Linked DNA regions of Arachis hypogaea: region 1 is linked to region 2. Evidence: chromatin contacts called from public Hi-C data. All regions are on one chromosome and are shown on one strand. The core of a region is the stretch at or near the end of the contact, and the rest is flanking DNA. Distances in the headings are between cores, read along the strand shown. Region 1 holds the start of LOC112734775 (probable inositol transporter 2). Region 2 has its middle 7.2 kb from the start of LOC112734773.

What was found. Hi-C and Micro-C count contacts between places; a contact is called where the count stands out from the background.
Region 1: a Hi-C map of leaf shows a contact between it and region 2, with 6 times the contacts expected there. The contact joins the promoter of LOC112734775 here to the enhancer-like site in region 2. A contact is called at or near these places in 5 of 8 Hi-C or Micro-C datasets (leaf and an unstated tissue).

Annotation. Positions count from the first base shown.
Region 1 is chr3:141,623,132-141,627,121 of arahy.Tifrunner.gnm2.J5K5, reverse strand. LOC112734775 (probable inositol transporter 2) reads left to right here and starts at 1,946. Exons shown (of 4, transcript XM_025784228.3): 1 at 1,946-2,504; 2 at 2,964-3,034. The coding sequence starts at 2,372.
Region 2 is chr3:141,558,483-141,562,545 of arahy.Tifrunner.gnm2.J5K5, reverse strand. No RefSeq gene overlaps it. Among protein-coding and RNA genes, the nearest start is that of LOC112734773, 7.2 kb to the right of the region's middle. Within about 2 kb of position 2,790, at least 3 of the 3 cell types and tissues checked have open chromatin away from gene starts, as enhancers often do.

The sequences.
Region 1 (3,990 bases), core at 697-3,196, 65 kb before region 2:
TCCTTAATCTTAATAAGCTACAATAATAATTACAATTATGTTGAAGCTAAGTTCACATATATAGGAAACCAAATGAAAAAAGTTAGTATTTGATTAGAAACAACAAAAGGAAAAGGTATGATTTATTTGACATTATATCACTATAGATACTTAGCTTGTTTGAACTCAACTTATCATCATGGTCTCGATTCTCTCACTTTTGGTCACATAAAAGCTCACACCTAAACATCCACTCGAATCTCATTCCATTGATTGCCGATCAAAGGAATCCCACATTGTCATATAAGGACAAACTATATATGATTTTCTTAGTGGCCATTTGTCCATTATATATTTGTTTCCTCCGCAAATTTAGAGTTTCAGCCCTTCCGGTAATTATGAGGATACCATTTTTCAACATTCCAATATATAGGGAGAACATCAGCTTTTATATACAGTGGTATAAGTTAAATCTTTACTGAAAAAGAAAATTATCAAAGAATTTCTTATACGTAATTGACTACTGATGAAAGATCACAATAAGAATACTAAATAATGTGAACAATGGATATATTGGATGTCAATTCAATAGGTATACAGATAATTATGTTGATTCTTAGTTGGATGGTCGTTATTCGTTTTGATTCGGTTTACTCGTGTACAATTAACCATAATTGAATGTTAAATTTATTAGGTGTGCAGATGATTATCCTAGTGTTAGAATTTAGGAGGTAATTTGGAGGTGGAGTATTTTTTTATTTTATTAGGTCAATTCTAGAATTCATTGTTTACATTGTTCACAAAAATTATTGTCTACCTAGCAAAATCGAGCAAAAAAATCTTTAGAGCACTTGCTAATAAACAAGAAAATAATCTTTTTTTTTTTTGGTTTTGCTAGATAGACAATGATTTTTGTAAATAATATGAACAATGGGCTCTAGAATTAATCAAATAAAGTAAAAAAATCATTCTATTCCTAAATTACCTCTTAAACCATTAGGATAACCATCTGCACACCTATTGAATTAAACATCCAGCTATTATTAACTGTGCATGAGTAAATCAAATCAAAAGAAATAACCATCCAATTAAAATAATGAATATAATCATTTGCATACCTATTGAATTGAATATCCGACATATCCATTGTTCATATTATTTAATATTCTCATTATCTACCTATATTTTTGTTTATGAAACAGATAAGATTTTGAATCTTTTAATATTGACAAAAAATATATATTTTTCATTTTTAATAAATGTCCTTAGAGTTTTCTTATAAGTATGTATTTATTACGATTCACATTTCTAAAAAGTAAAAATGTGACTCAAAAATAAATGAAATACACAGTGTACACATAAATATTCTGCAAACTTGAAGTATTTTTTGGTTTGTGATTTTATTTTTGCTCCCGATGAAGTCGTTTGGAATTTGTCCTCACTCCTGCGTCTCTGAGTCGCTCTATGACACATGAGACTTATCAAGTAATGTCCATCTTTTTCATTGTTGAAGAAGCAAGAATATATAGCTCGATAAAGAAATCCACAAACTAATGATCAAATCAAATCTCCTTTTACTTTAAGAAAAACGCACCCCACAAAATAAATAATTATCTATTCACGGGAGCACGCATATGCCACTCGTCATCTCCATAAAATGTCTAATATCATTGTCAACAGTTCTTATATGAAAAGTAAAATGGTTCTTTATTTGTGTATATATTATGAATCAGTAATTGCATGGCATCATGTTACATTGATATATTTTAATTTCTTCTAGTCTTGTTTGTTTAAGATATTTATGAAGGTTACAAATTAAAAGAAATACCAAGGAAGGATGATAGACAGCAAAGAATCAAAGTTAGAATGCTGAATAAAATATATTATTTAATTAATGTAATGCATTTAATTTTAATAGTTGCATTCCATATATATATATATATATATGGTTAAAGGAATATGTGGCGTGCAAAGCTTGGGGTTTGGGTCCCCAGGATCCGTGGCACTCTTCTCCGATCCGTCGGCTGGATAAGAAAAAGCATTAGACTGTTCTCGTTTGCCCATGACCTGTCCCTTCTAATTCCCACATAAATTAATCTAATAATTCCAAATCATTTATTCAATTTCAATTTTCCTCTTCTAAACTGTAGTTAGTCAAAATATTATATATTTTGTGTGACCGTAAACTCAAAGTATGCTTAGCTTGTATGAATCTCTACTCATCATTCGCCCAAACGCATGCACCCATTTCCCACTATAAATAGAGTTGTCACACTCTCGTATACTCATCACTCTCACTTCACTTATTAAGCTTTTATGTCTAGTATCTTCTCTTCCCTTCCCTACTCTATAGTTGTGTTTGAAGAATTAATAACAATTAATAGAGAGCAAGATGGAAGGAGGAATGGTAGAAGCTGATGCATCTGCCTTCAGAGAATGCTTGTCTCTCTCCCATAAGAATCCTTATGTCCTTCGCCTTGCTTTCTCCGCTGGAATTGGTGGCCTTCTCTTTGGTTATGACACTGGTTTGTTTCTCTTCACCAATCTTTTCAATTTCATGCATATATTAACTTAAATAATGCTACATATACACCAAAATCAGCCACCAAAGTAAGCTCCGCTATCAATATAAAATACATGTTGGAATATAAATACATATTGAAAATAAATTAAACCGCACATATATTAGTGGCTGATTTTAATAGTGGTGTACAAATAGCATTTTTGAATTTTTATTATAGTCATGTATAGATTAATCAAAACATCCAAGTGAATACTAAACATATCTACATGGATGGTAATTAAGGTTAAATTAGGAAAGATTTTTACATCTATATTATCATAAAATTATTTGTTTAATAATTTAAACCAATTAGAAAAATAATTAAATAATTTAATCTCTAACAAGCTAGGTCTCTCAGAGTTCAAATCACTAGCTAGCTAGCTCTAATTATCAGTTCATTCTCTGTTTTTTTTATTTGTAGGGGTGATATCGGGGGCGCTTTTATATATAAGAGATGACTTCAAATCAGTGGATAGAGAAACTTGGCTACAGGTAACGTTATCAGCATTGAATAGTGTTTTATATAAGATCTCCAACTCTCTGGAGACGTAAACCAATGATCAAGTGCGTGCATTCTTTTCCCACTGCTTATTCAATCATGCCTCTAAGTGTCACCTAAACTATGGTGCCATTTTTTGTCCCTTTGTCATGCTGGCAAAACAACAGTATCCTTTTATTAAAACTCCCCTGTTCTTTGAAAATGACTCTATATTTACAAGTGTTTTTCTTCCTTCATTTTTCAAACTGAATTTTGGGGTTGGATTATAGTCTATTTTTAATTTTAATACTTGGTTTTTTTTTATTCTCACTGGAGTTGAAAAGTGTACAAAATACAAAATTTAATTCATAAGTTTATAAATTATTATTTCATTTGTGCTAAAAATTTTATTATGATTTTATCATACATTATCTTTAGCAAATTCTTTCAATTATGTTATTATATTATTTGTATATAAAAAATTAATTATTAAATTAGTTATTTGTTAAAATATATATTTGAATATAAAAAATGTATAAACAACATATATTCATATCAAATAGACCGTGACTAATTTAATAACTGATATTTTATTTATAGATAGTATTTTTTTTATATTATTTATATGTTAAAAAAATTAACACTATGTAATGGGTAGAAAATAAAAATAAGAGCAAAGTATCGTTTTTGTCCCCAACGTTTGGGGTAAATCCTATGTGTGTTCCTAACGTTTAAATCATCCTATTTGTATCCCTAACGTTTGTAAAAGTGATTCAATATTATCCTGCTATCAATTACACATCATGAGCGCTTTAGTTTGCGTTTTAAAAATCTCTTTTTGAAGTTAGAATACAAATGTTTGGGATAGAATCGATGATCTACTCCAAAACATAGCTCATAAAATGTTGAAACTAATTTCTACAACATTTACATAATTCACTTTTCTAGGAACATAATTGAATCTAAACAC
Region 2 (4,063 bases), core at 1,541-4,040:
GTAATATTCACTAGAATTACTATATCAATATAATAGATATAATTAATATATTTAATAATATTATAATAAAGTATATAAGAGAGAAATAGTATGAAAGAGAAAATGAAAAATGTTTGATATTTTTATTGTTGTGTAAAATGTACGTGACGATATCTTCTATTTATACAGGTAGGGTGCTTTTATTTTTAACTCTCATTTATTTTATTTAAATTTATCCTTAAAAAGTGATTCTTTTATTGTTAACTACCAAAATCATAAATGGACATCCATGTATTTGGTCTTATCATAACAAGAAAATTAATTTTTTTAGTCTAACATTAGTCAATAATGCGTGGTTACTGGTTACTACTAACAATCAGCACAACAAATTACAAGTTGACACATCACAAAGGGTTGTCAATCTGGCTAGGGTTCAGTTTACATATTAAGCTATTATTTTGAATTCAAGGGTGCAAGCTATAAGTAAAGAAGAAACACTAATTTATCATATTGGATCTTTATATTTCAAAGGACAGATACAAGAAATAAGGGAAAGTCTAGGAACAGAAAATCTGGTCAGCACTTAGCTAGTAAATAGAAAATGAGTGATTCTTTATCTTTAGATAAAATCTTACACTATTAAATATATTATTGATGACTAATTGATGGCTACAACTCAAAATCTGCTGGCGCCTAGTACTCCTCGTATATCCAAACACAATTAATCAATCACTAATAAAAGAAACGAAAGAAATGGTAGGCAAACTGTGGAACACAAAAGATTATATCCTCATTATTGAAGGCATATTATATATGTAATAATGGCAGTCAGCCTCAACAGCTTCCTCATCACCGGCTTTAAAAGTTGAAGAGGAGTCCGGCAGATGTTGAAAATAAGAGCAGTGAGGAGAGGGCTCTATACAGCTGGCTGGTTTTGCCTCCAATCTGTGCGAAGCCAGGGCATGTTTGAAAATACATTGCACTTCACGCACATAGGGATGTGGGGCTGGCGCTCTACATCTTGTTCTCCTGGTTTTGGTTTTCATAAATCCAAACAAACATGGTTTGGTCATAGTTTAGACTTTAGTGTTAAAGGGAAGATTTTCTTTTATTCTTTTGAGGCGGTTCTCCACTTGTCCTCTATACCATAGTTATCAGAACCGATCCGACAATCGACCCGGTCAGGTTACTAGATTACTGAATCACTGATTCAACCGGTGGATCACAAGTTCAACCGGTTGACCTGATCATAATTAATTAATTATATAAAATTTAATTTTTTATATCAAATTAACTTATTTTCTAATTCATTAATTAATTAGTATCTATTACATTATTTAAATATATGTTAAAAAATATTAGTATTAATAGATGTTATATAATGATCAAAAACAAAAATATATCATTGATTAATAAAATTTTTTTTTATCTTTTTTAATTTAAAGATATTTAATAAAGTTTAATTTTTATTTTAATAATTATATATAATTAAAAAATAAATATTTTTTAAAAAAGTAAGTATAAAATAAAAAATAAAATAAATTAATATGAATACTATTTATTAGAATAAAAAGATAAAAAATATCTTAAATTTACATGACAAAAAGAATTAATACACAAGTGATTAATTAGGATATGTCTAATAGTTTGTAATAATTGTAATATATTTATTAAAACACACCATATAACACAGAGAAAATTTGTCCTAGTGGTTGCAAGGGCTCTTTTGCAACTTAAATGACTCAAGTTCAAACCCCAACAGTAGTGTATATTCTCAATGTGATACTGACATCAGCGGTTGACCCGTTTCGGTTCGAATCTCAATTTAGACCGAATTTTCGGTTCAAATGTTAATTCGAATCGATTTAAGGTTCGATTTATCATTCGGTCGAACTGGCCGATCCGGATTTGATAACTATGCTCTCTGTACATTGTCATTCTCATCCAGGTTGCTCCCATAATGTTTAATTGTTTATCAATCAATAGGGTCTATAGGATATTTTATTATAGTAATTAGTGTATATTTTTTATTTTCATTCATAAGATGAATCCTAACATAGTCAAGCAATTACTTTAAATAAAGGAAAGAAAATTCCAATCAAATATAAGTTCATCGAATATTACATTCATTTATAGATTACAGTACTAACAATTTTTAGACGAAGGATGCTTTTTTGTTTTCGGAAGATTCCCGGCCCTTTACTTGGTTTAGTTTTTCCAGTTTTATTTCATTTTGGACAACATTGGAAATTGGGCTTGATCCACTAAGTTTCAGTGAAGAATAACCTAGTATGATTTGATCAGGGTGGGCCAAGATACTTCCCTCCCTACCTAAATTTATGAAATTCAAATGATTTTCTTTTTGGTATTAAAATTCAAATGATTTAAAAGAGTTCACATTCTACAAAGAATGAATGTGTAGGCTCTGAGACAGAGAGGCAGAAAAGAAGTACTAGTTTACTTTAGGGGATACAAGACAAATAGGTAGATTACATGGTAGATATGTCGTAGGCCAGACGAATAATACTGGACCTACATTCATCAAGAACAGCTCATCCCCAATTCAATCATTTGAAAAATAATAATGTCACCCACGAGGTTTCTATTTTCTCACACCATCTCCATTACTATTTTCTATTGTTCATTCATCAGTCTCAGGTTTTCCTACTAGTCCTACCATGCTCATTGCTCAATAACGTTTTTTCAATTTTCTTTTCTTTTTTTTAAGGCACTGTTAGAAGCGGTGGAAAAGTTCGTTATAGAAGAACTATATTTGGATGTGTAGCTATAGGAATCACTGTCCACATAGTTCCTCTTTTAGGCCCAACATTCAAAATCATGTGAATGGAAGCCTGGCCCACTTAACTATACCTCTACACCCTCATAAATGGGCCTTACTGGGGGGTAATAATTTTTACCCTTACCCTTTATTTATTTATTTTCCCTAGTACAACGCCAGAACAGAAAACTTATTACATCACATCACATCCCACCAGTGTACATGATCTTTTTTTTTAAGGAAATACTGATTTGTAATTTCTTGTTTGTGTACGGGTGTTTGCATATATATATACAGTAGCATTGCATTGGAGAATCATTAGTTAGAGAAGTGGAATCTTACGAAGAAACAGAAACCATGATAACGTGAAGCAGTATTCAATATTCATGCTGTGATAGCGTTATTGTACCTATGGCTTAGGTCAATTGCAACTGGGTTTCCTTCAATTCCTTGACTTGTCTTAATTTTGACCCTATAAAGTGTTCTTATGCTACCCCTATTCTTCCCTCATCTAACTGACCAAGTGTTCAACGCTAATAACTGTTTGTGCCCGTCTTTTGCTTCATCAATTTGAAAATGACCCATCCATACACAATTTAATCTTTATGTTTTTAAGAAATTTATAACAAATAGTCCACACTACTTTTTCAATGCAAACAAAAGGGAAAAACAAACGAAAATTAAGGATTATTAGTATTTGATTAAGAAAAATGTTAAGGGGCCAGCAATTTTGGTGTTTTGTAATCATTAATTGATCATCAATAGTATTTTTAATGGTGTGACATTATATCTAATGGTGAAAAATCACTCATTTTTATTTTGATGGTTAAGTACTGGCCAAAAAACATAAAAGTTACTGATCCTCTAGACTTTTTCATTGATTAATTACTTACTAATTTAAATTATGGTACGAGATTCAAGTCGAGGCCTCTAGAAATTGGATAAACATTTTTTTTTCTGACAGAGAAATTGGATAAACTTAGGAAAGCAAGATAAAGCATGAATTGGTTTCGAGCTTTTTGAGTCAACTTTCATTTGCATGCGGCCTGCTATCTTTCATTCACATACGGCTTTCTAGCATATTCCAACTACGATAGAAATCTTTTTGATTGCTTGTGGCTCCTTCATTCTTAAGTCAACTATCTTTCTCATTTTGGAAATTAATTATTTCACCTTTTTAATACAAAAATAATTAATTCGTGGAGAGTGGAGACAGAGAACAACATGGTTAAGAAACCTGTCTACTTTCAAATCATGACTTTCTTCTTTGGACTGTAAATATTATTTTAGATTTTTATGATGATT